Regions from separate parts of the Pogona vitticeps genome. Here region 1 is linked to region 2. Evidence: chromatin contacts called from public Hi-C data. All regions are on one chromosome and are shown on one strand. The core of a region is the stretch at or near the end of the contact, and the rest is flanking DNA. Distances in the headings are between cores, read along the strand shown.

Evidence for each region. Hi-C and Micro-C count contacts between places; a contact is called where the count stands out from the background.
Region 1: a contact with region 2 is called in a Hi-C map of muscle, with 3 times the contacts expected there. The contact joins the promoter of SPSB3 here to the promoter of ERCC4 in region 2. A contact is called at or near these places in 2 of 2 Hi-C or Micro-C datasets (blood and muscle).

What each region holds. Positions count from the first base shown.
Region 1 is chr13:7,619,587-7,623,032 of PviZW2.1, reverse strand. SPSB3 (splA/ryanodine receptor domain and SOCS box containing 3) reads right to left here and starts at 2,100. Exons shown (of 7, transcript XM_072982874.2): 1 at 1,927-2,100; 2 at 132-280. The coding sequence starts at 260. NUBP2 (NUBP iron-sulfur cluster assembly factor 2, cytosolic) reads left to right here and starts at 2,583. Exons shown (of 7, transcript XM_020807824.3): 1 at 2,583-2,687. The coding sequence starts at 2,666.
Region 2 is chr13:7,465,176-7,468,361 of PviZW2.1, reverse strand. ERCC4 (ERCC excision repair 4, endonuclease catalytic subunit) reads right to left here and starts at 1,658. Exons shown (of 11, transcript XM_072982695.2): 1 at 1,406-1,658; 2 at 922-1,102. The coding sequence starts at 1,594. NME3 (NME/NM23 nucleoside diphosphate kinase 3) reads left to right here and starts at 2,001. Exons shown (of 5, transcript XM_020807827.3): 1 at 2,001-2,139; 2 at 3,072-3,186. The coding sequence starts at 2,097.

The DNA of each region.
Region 1 (3,446 bases), core at 851-3,350, 150 kb before region 2:
GTCTTGAGCTCACCAGAGAAAGACATGACATGTAAATGTAACTTATGAATAAACCGTAAATAAATGTTAGTATTTCATTAAGGAGGTCAATATAGAAATTATGCGGATGGTATAGCTGTTCACAGCCCTACCTGTCCATCAGAATCGTACGACCATCCATGGGGCCCAGAAGCCAATGCTACTGCTTGTGAGTCTCCATCATACCGCACTCCACTGAGGACATAGTGCCAGGCTCTGCTATTGCGTATACGTCGGGACATTGTGTCTTTGGAGAAGTAATCTGGAAGGTAAATCCAGAAATGAACTCAGGACAAAAACAGGTGTGCCTTCTTGAAGATTTATCTTCTCTTCCAATGGGCTGTTAACTATATAACAGGAATAATTTTAGAACAAACTGCCAATGGAAAAAGCAGTACAGAAGACAATAATATTGGACATCAACTCCTTCCCCAGTGACGTGGGGCAGAAAAACTGATTGTGACGGAACCCCATAGGAAACATTGTTGTGTGAGGCGGCAAAATTTTCAGAAAAAGCCATCGTTGTGTGAATTTATCGTTGTGTGAGGCACTCGTTGTGCGAGGCACCACTGTATGCTTTCTCTCATGCACCAAGCAGGTTAATCTGAGGCACTGCTTTCTGGTCAAGGAAGTATGGAAGTGCATAACCATACACAACATGTGGTTCTCGGAGCACTCACTGAACTCAGCCTCCAAAACGTCTCGACAAACATTTGTCACTCCTGCCACAAATCCAGATTCGCTCCTTGTTACTGAGTATCTATCACAGCTTCGGCAAGACGGTGCTGATATGTTCCAAATGTAAAGGTGAAGCGGTATAGCAGGAACTGAAAATAAGGCCTTATAACAGCAAACAGCCCTTCATTAGTGACAGTGTGACTGGCAAGTTCAAATCTGATGAGCATTGCCCAGCTACCTCCATGCCTCAAGCTGCTTGCCTCCATCACTTCCCTCCCTCCATCCTCCACATGAGGTCAGGAGGGAGCTTCCTTTGACCCATCTACCCACGAAAGTCCCTTTCTTTATCCTTCTTTTTACTTTTAGCTAGAAATTCCTGAAAAGAACTGACTTTATTATTCACGAGGCCCATAAATGCATTTTAAGATTTACAAACTGCAAATAGGCATCCCAGCGATTTGCAGTTAGGTGCCAGATTTATATAATCTTGCTTATGCTGTAGTTGGGTGCATTTCCCCAAATCTGTGTACACTTGCTTTCCAGAGTCTAAATAAATAAATAAATAATAAAGAGTAGCGTACCAAAAAAATTTTTTTTAAAAAAAAATCCATACTTAGAGCGTCCTTACTCTCAGGCTCACAAGAGTGGTCGTATTGACCAGATAGGCGGGGTACAAACAGAATAAATAAATAAACAGAAGAAATTCAAGGGAAAGGATTCGGAGTGAGGAGAGGGGGGAAAGTCCTTTCAGCCACTTCTGAACAAATCCAACTATTGTGATCTGCCGGATCCTGCTTCCCCCCCAACCCCTCACACCGTGGGCAAGGCAAGAAGGGCCGCCCGCCCCCCTCACCGTGGACGGTGAGGAAAGAAACGGACGGGAAGAGCAGCGCCGCCGCCACCGACTCCTCCCCGAGGCCTGCGCCTCTTTCTCTCTCTCTCGGCCAGGCTCGGCGGCCACTCTCCACACAGAAGCGGCATCTTTTGCCAGGCTCCCCGCCAGGCAGGCAGGCAGGCAGGCGGGCAGGCAGGGCGCCGTCTGGGTGAGGGGCCAACGGTCGCCCGGCGGGCTGAGGGGAAATGGGGGGCTCTCTGGCGAAGCAGGCCGCGACTTGGCCCTGAGGCCGCCGCCGCCGCCGCCCGTCGCTGTCCCACCGCCCGCTCCCCCCCCCCAGCCGTTCCCTCCCCTCAGGACGCGGGCCCCGCTCTTGACCGCGCGCCCGCCCCCACCTCCTGCCGCCGCCGCCGCCGCCTCGCCGCTTCCCTTCCCTTCCAGCGCGGGGCAGAGAACCCTCCACGCGACGCATCCCCGCTCCGGCCGCGCCCATTGGTGGCGGCTCCTCCGCTCCCCTCCGTCTCTCCGGCCTGCGTCACTCTCCCTCCTCGCCCCGCCCACAGAGCCCGAGGCCAACCCGGCGCCCCGAAGGAGGCCCTCTCTCTCCTGATTGGACGCTCCCGTCCAAAAGACAGCCATCCCCGCGCGGCGGCCCCTCCTCCTTCCCGACGCCTCAGCCCTTCAGGGAGAGGGGAAACCCGGATTGGCTCCTCCTTTGGTTTCCAGGGAGACACGTTCCTGTCTCGAAGGCGGAAGCGGGGTGGGGTGAGGGGGGGAGGCCAATAGCCCTGCGCGCGAGGACGCCGGATGGAGACGCTTAAATCTGGCCAATAAACGGTGGCGGACGAAGGCGTTCCCTCAAGGCGATGACGGGCTGAGGAGAGGAAAGCGAATCGCTGCCTGATTGGACGCGAGCGGGGGCGACGGGAAAATACAAATCACCCCAAGGGGGGGTTGCGACCAATGCGGTGTCGGCAGCCAGCCTGCCTGCTTTGTCATTGGAGACCTGCCTTGTCACTCTGGCAGATGGGAGGCGGAAGAGGGGGGGAAAGTGGTCCTCAGTTGCCTGCTTATTCGTTGAGGTTCTTGTCACTCAAGGGGGAAGCGGAAGTGGTGGGTGGTGGTGGAAGGCACATGGAGAAGGAGGCGGCGCGGGGTGAGTGGGCGACGAAGCAGCGTCTCAGTTCGTGGGGATGGATGGCACCCCACTGGGGGGGGGTCCGGTTGGCGCCTCGGGTGGGGGAACGACAGGAGAGCATTCCACAGAAGGGTCTCCTCTGCGTTCATCCTGGAGTGTCTGCAGCTAAGATCGTTATCAGTGGGGCGGCGTTTTGCCCTATGCCCTGTCCTCCCTGGTCACTATAATCATCATCATCGCAGAGCTGGAAGGGACCCCCGGAGACCATCGAGTCCAGCCCCTGTTAAGGAGGCCCAGTTGGGGGTGGGGGGAATCGAACTCGGGAGATGCCTAAACCACTGAGCTGTCCACAATGGCTTTCCTTTAAAATATTATGATATCCACTAGTGAGTAAGCAATAGTACAGTACATAACTGTAGCTGCATAATTCAGGGGTGCTTCCTGACATGTGGAATCCATCTCCGTGAAACAGTGCAGAGGTAGTCGGAAATAGCTGGACCCATTTTAAATTCAGATTGCCTGGGAGAACCCAGGTTCACACCCCCAGTTAGCGACCACACTTACTAGGTCACCTTTTCTGTTCTTCATGGAGTTGTAAGGGAAAGTTGAAGACATGCACGCCACTCATAGATCGGTGGAGAAAAGCTTTAAAAACAGATTGACAGATTTTGTTGCAACAAGTGCCACTGGTCCTAATTTTCAGTCAGTGGTCGAACGGAAAATATTCATGTGCGGACAAGTGCTGAGTCCAAACAGGTAGTCCAGCTGTGTAGGTCC
Region 2 (3,186 bases), core at 409-2,908:
CAGGTCCAAGGCCCGTCTCTGTAAAATGCTTGTAGCCCTAATACAATTTCCATTTCATCCCCAGCTGCAGTTCCCCCCTCTCTCGCTTGATCATAGTGACTCATGAATCACTCTTTGGAAACTGAATTGTTTACAATAAAAGTGTAAATGACATAAAAGAGTCATAGGAGGAAACCTCACTGCTAGGGTTTATTACAGTAAAGAAGCACAAGCTTTGAACAAAGATAATCTGAACCTGGCAACAAAAACAGGATTCCTGTATCCGCAAAATCAGTATCTGCTGATACACTTATCCACGCTCTGAAACTATTTTAAAGTATTTTTAAAAATTACTAGAAATATATATTTCTAAAGAAATCATTGCCAGAACTGGCACTAGAAGGAGCCTGAAACCATGCCAAGTACGTATAGTATTCACTTTTTAAATCCTTCCTCCCCCCAATTATCTATTTCAGAAGCTTAATTAAAGGAGTCAGGGAATCCTTTCACTAATGCTATCACCAGAAATGCCTAAAGATCCACCACAAATAATCCAGATCCTAGCAGATCCAGGACTGTTTTTTGTCCACTTGCAATGCCCCTCATTTAGTGTTCAGCAGAGGGAATAGATGAAGCTAAAACATCGCACCCGGAAACTGAAAATACTTCCAATCAGCTTAATAACTGATCTATAGCTCATTGAGCACAATGTTTCTTTTAGCAGCTACACCACACTGACCTCTGGGGGTATAATCCTGTAAAGGAACAATGCATCTCTTTAAGAACAAGTAACGAACATTAAATCTGTAAAAATGTGAGGGAAATTGTTATAAAAAAGGCAATTGTGTTTTTCAGCCTAGAGGTCACTGATATGACAGGCATCTCTCTGTGTTTGAGAGGGAACAAGAGGGGATTAGACCCACAGTCTAGTCAGTGTCTCACCGGTGATAAGATCTGAAGGGATCCTGTCTGTCAAAAAATCCACCACCAGGATCCGGCTGGTTGCAAAAACGACGCCTCCTTGCGTGTAAACCTCATATCGGCTGCTGCTTGGGATCTCGTTCGTCACCCGCCTCGGAAGATGAGCCGCCTGATCGATCTTCAGCTGTTCAATAAAATATTCCTGGAGTGAAAGGGGAAAAAAAATCAGAATAAACAGGGTGCAAGAATCTGAAGGGAAGATTCACTCACCGCCGTTGAAAAGGACTGGAGGGGAAAGGCAGGGCCTGCTCGTTACTTAAGTAACGGAACTTGGAAAAGTTACTTTTTTGGAGTGACAGTTCTGGGACTCTTTTCAGTTTCCTGATGGTCCAGGAATCTCTTGGGCGGCGGCGTCCTCCCCCCCCTTCCCTCCCCGGCTCTTCCACTGACCCGCCTCAGCCCCCCGCCTCTTTCCCCATGAAAGCCCCCCCCCGCCTGGCCTGACCTCCTCTGCAGGGCCGGTGTTCAGCACCAGCACCAGCCGAGCCGGGTCGCAGTAGAGGCGGAGGAAGCGCAGGAGGAGGCGGTCGATGCCCAGCCCTCGGGCGCAGACCACCAGCCCGTCCTGCTCGAAAAGGTCCAAGAAAATCTGGTTCTCGTGGTCCAGGGGCGCCGGAGACACGCTCGACGCCATGGCGGAGGAGCTTCGCCCGCCAAGGGGCCGAGTTCCAATCCCTCTTCGCCCTCACACACACACACACCACACACTGCGCAGGCGCGGAAGGAAAGGCCACGCTCGATGCCGGAAGTACTCAAAACATAGATATAGGAAAATGTGTAGAGTGGCCCCCTCGCACGGCGGTCATGACGAAATGGACGTAGATCTAGCAGACCATAGATATAGGAAAATGTGTAGAGTGGCCCCTCGCACGGCGGTCGCGTCGAAATGGACGTAGATCTAGCAGACCATAGATATAGGAAAAGGGGTAGAGTGGCCCTTCGCACGGTGGTCGCGTCGAAATGGACGTAGATCTAGCAGACCATAGATCTAGGAAAAGGTGTAGAGTGACCCCTCTCATGGCGGTCATGACGAAATGGACGTAGATCTAGCAGACCATAGAGATAGGAAAAGAGCGCAGGGCTCCCATTTCCGACCTCCTCCGCCGATTTGCCCGGACCCTGTTTTGGGCGCCGTCATGATCTTCCTGCTGGCTTTGTTGGCGGGTCTCTTTCAGGCGGGTGAGTGAGTGGGGGGGGTACCCCCGGCGCCCTTCTCGACACGCGTCCCCTTTCATCGGGCCCTGCCCGAAACAAGCCGAGTTATTTTTTGCGTCTGAGGGGAAAAAGTGCCTGCATACGGTTTTCCTTCTTTAGCAATATGCTGCAATGGTTCCCAATTAGTTCTTCAATTATATGGAGTGGCCTTAACCTGAGCCAGAATACTGGTCCATTTTGCATAGTACAGTGGGATCCCCGTGTCCAGGAGGGATTGGTTCGAGCCGTCCCCCCACCGCAGATGCTGAAAAACGCGGATAATGGCGAACGCTATTTTAATACAGTAGTAGTAATCACTATAGCATGGTCTCTGGCTCCCTCTAGTGACCAGTTCTGGTCATGATATTGTGGAAACACATTTTTTTTTAAAGTCAACAATATACATACATAGCATGGGATAGTTGCTTTTAATGGCTTATTCAGGTAACTTAATCTTTAGAAATATATGTATTTCTTTTAATATTTTTAACATTTTCAGATCATGGGTAAGTGAATCAGTGAATACTGATCCCATAGATAAGGGGTCCTACTTACCGTATTATTAAGACTGATTGATACTCCCTTTCCAGAGAGTTCCTTTTTCAAGGAGAGCCACCCGACTGAGCCAGTGGCCGACGAAGGCCACTGCAAGCCCAAGGCAGCTTTGGGCCATCACAAAATCTACATCTTGTCTGACGTGCCTCCACCTCGTCTCCCTAGACTTTAGGGCAAGTGGCATTACTGGGGGAAACTGCGGCTTAGAAAAATAAACCTTATAATCTCCTCCTCAATAAAATTAGACTTTAATTCCATATGTTATTCTTCCTCACCTTGAATGGAATAGTTGGTAGAGTGATGGGAAAACAAATTTACTATGGAAATTAATTTTGTCTCCCCCCCCGCCCCACCCCCGCTAGTATTCACTGGGGTGAATGAACGGACCTTCCTTGCTATCAAGCCGGACGGGGTGCAGCGGCATTTGGTGGGTGAGATCATCCGGCGCTTTGAGAAGAAGGGCTTCAAGTTGGTGGC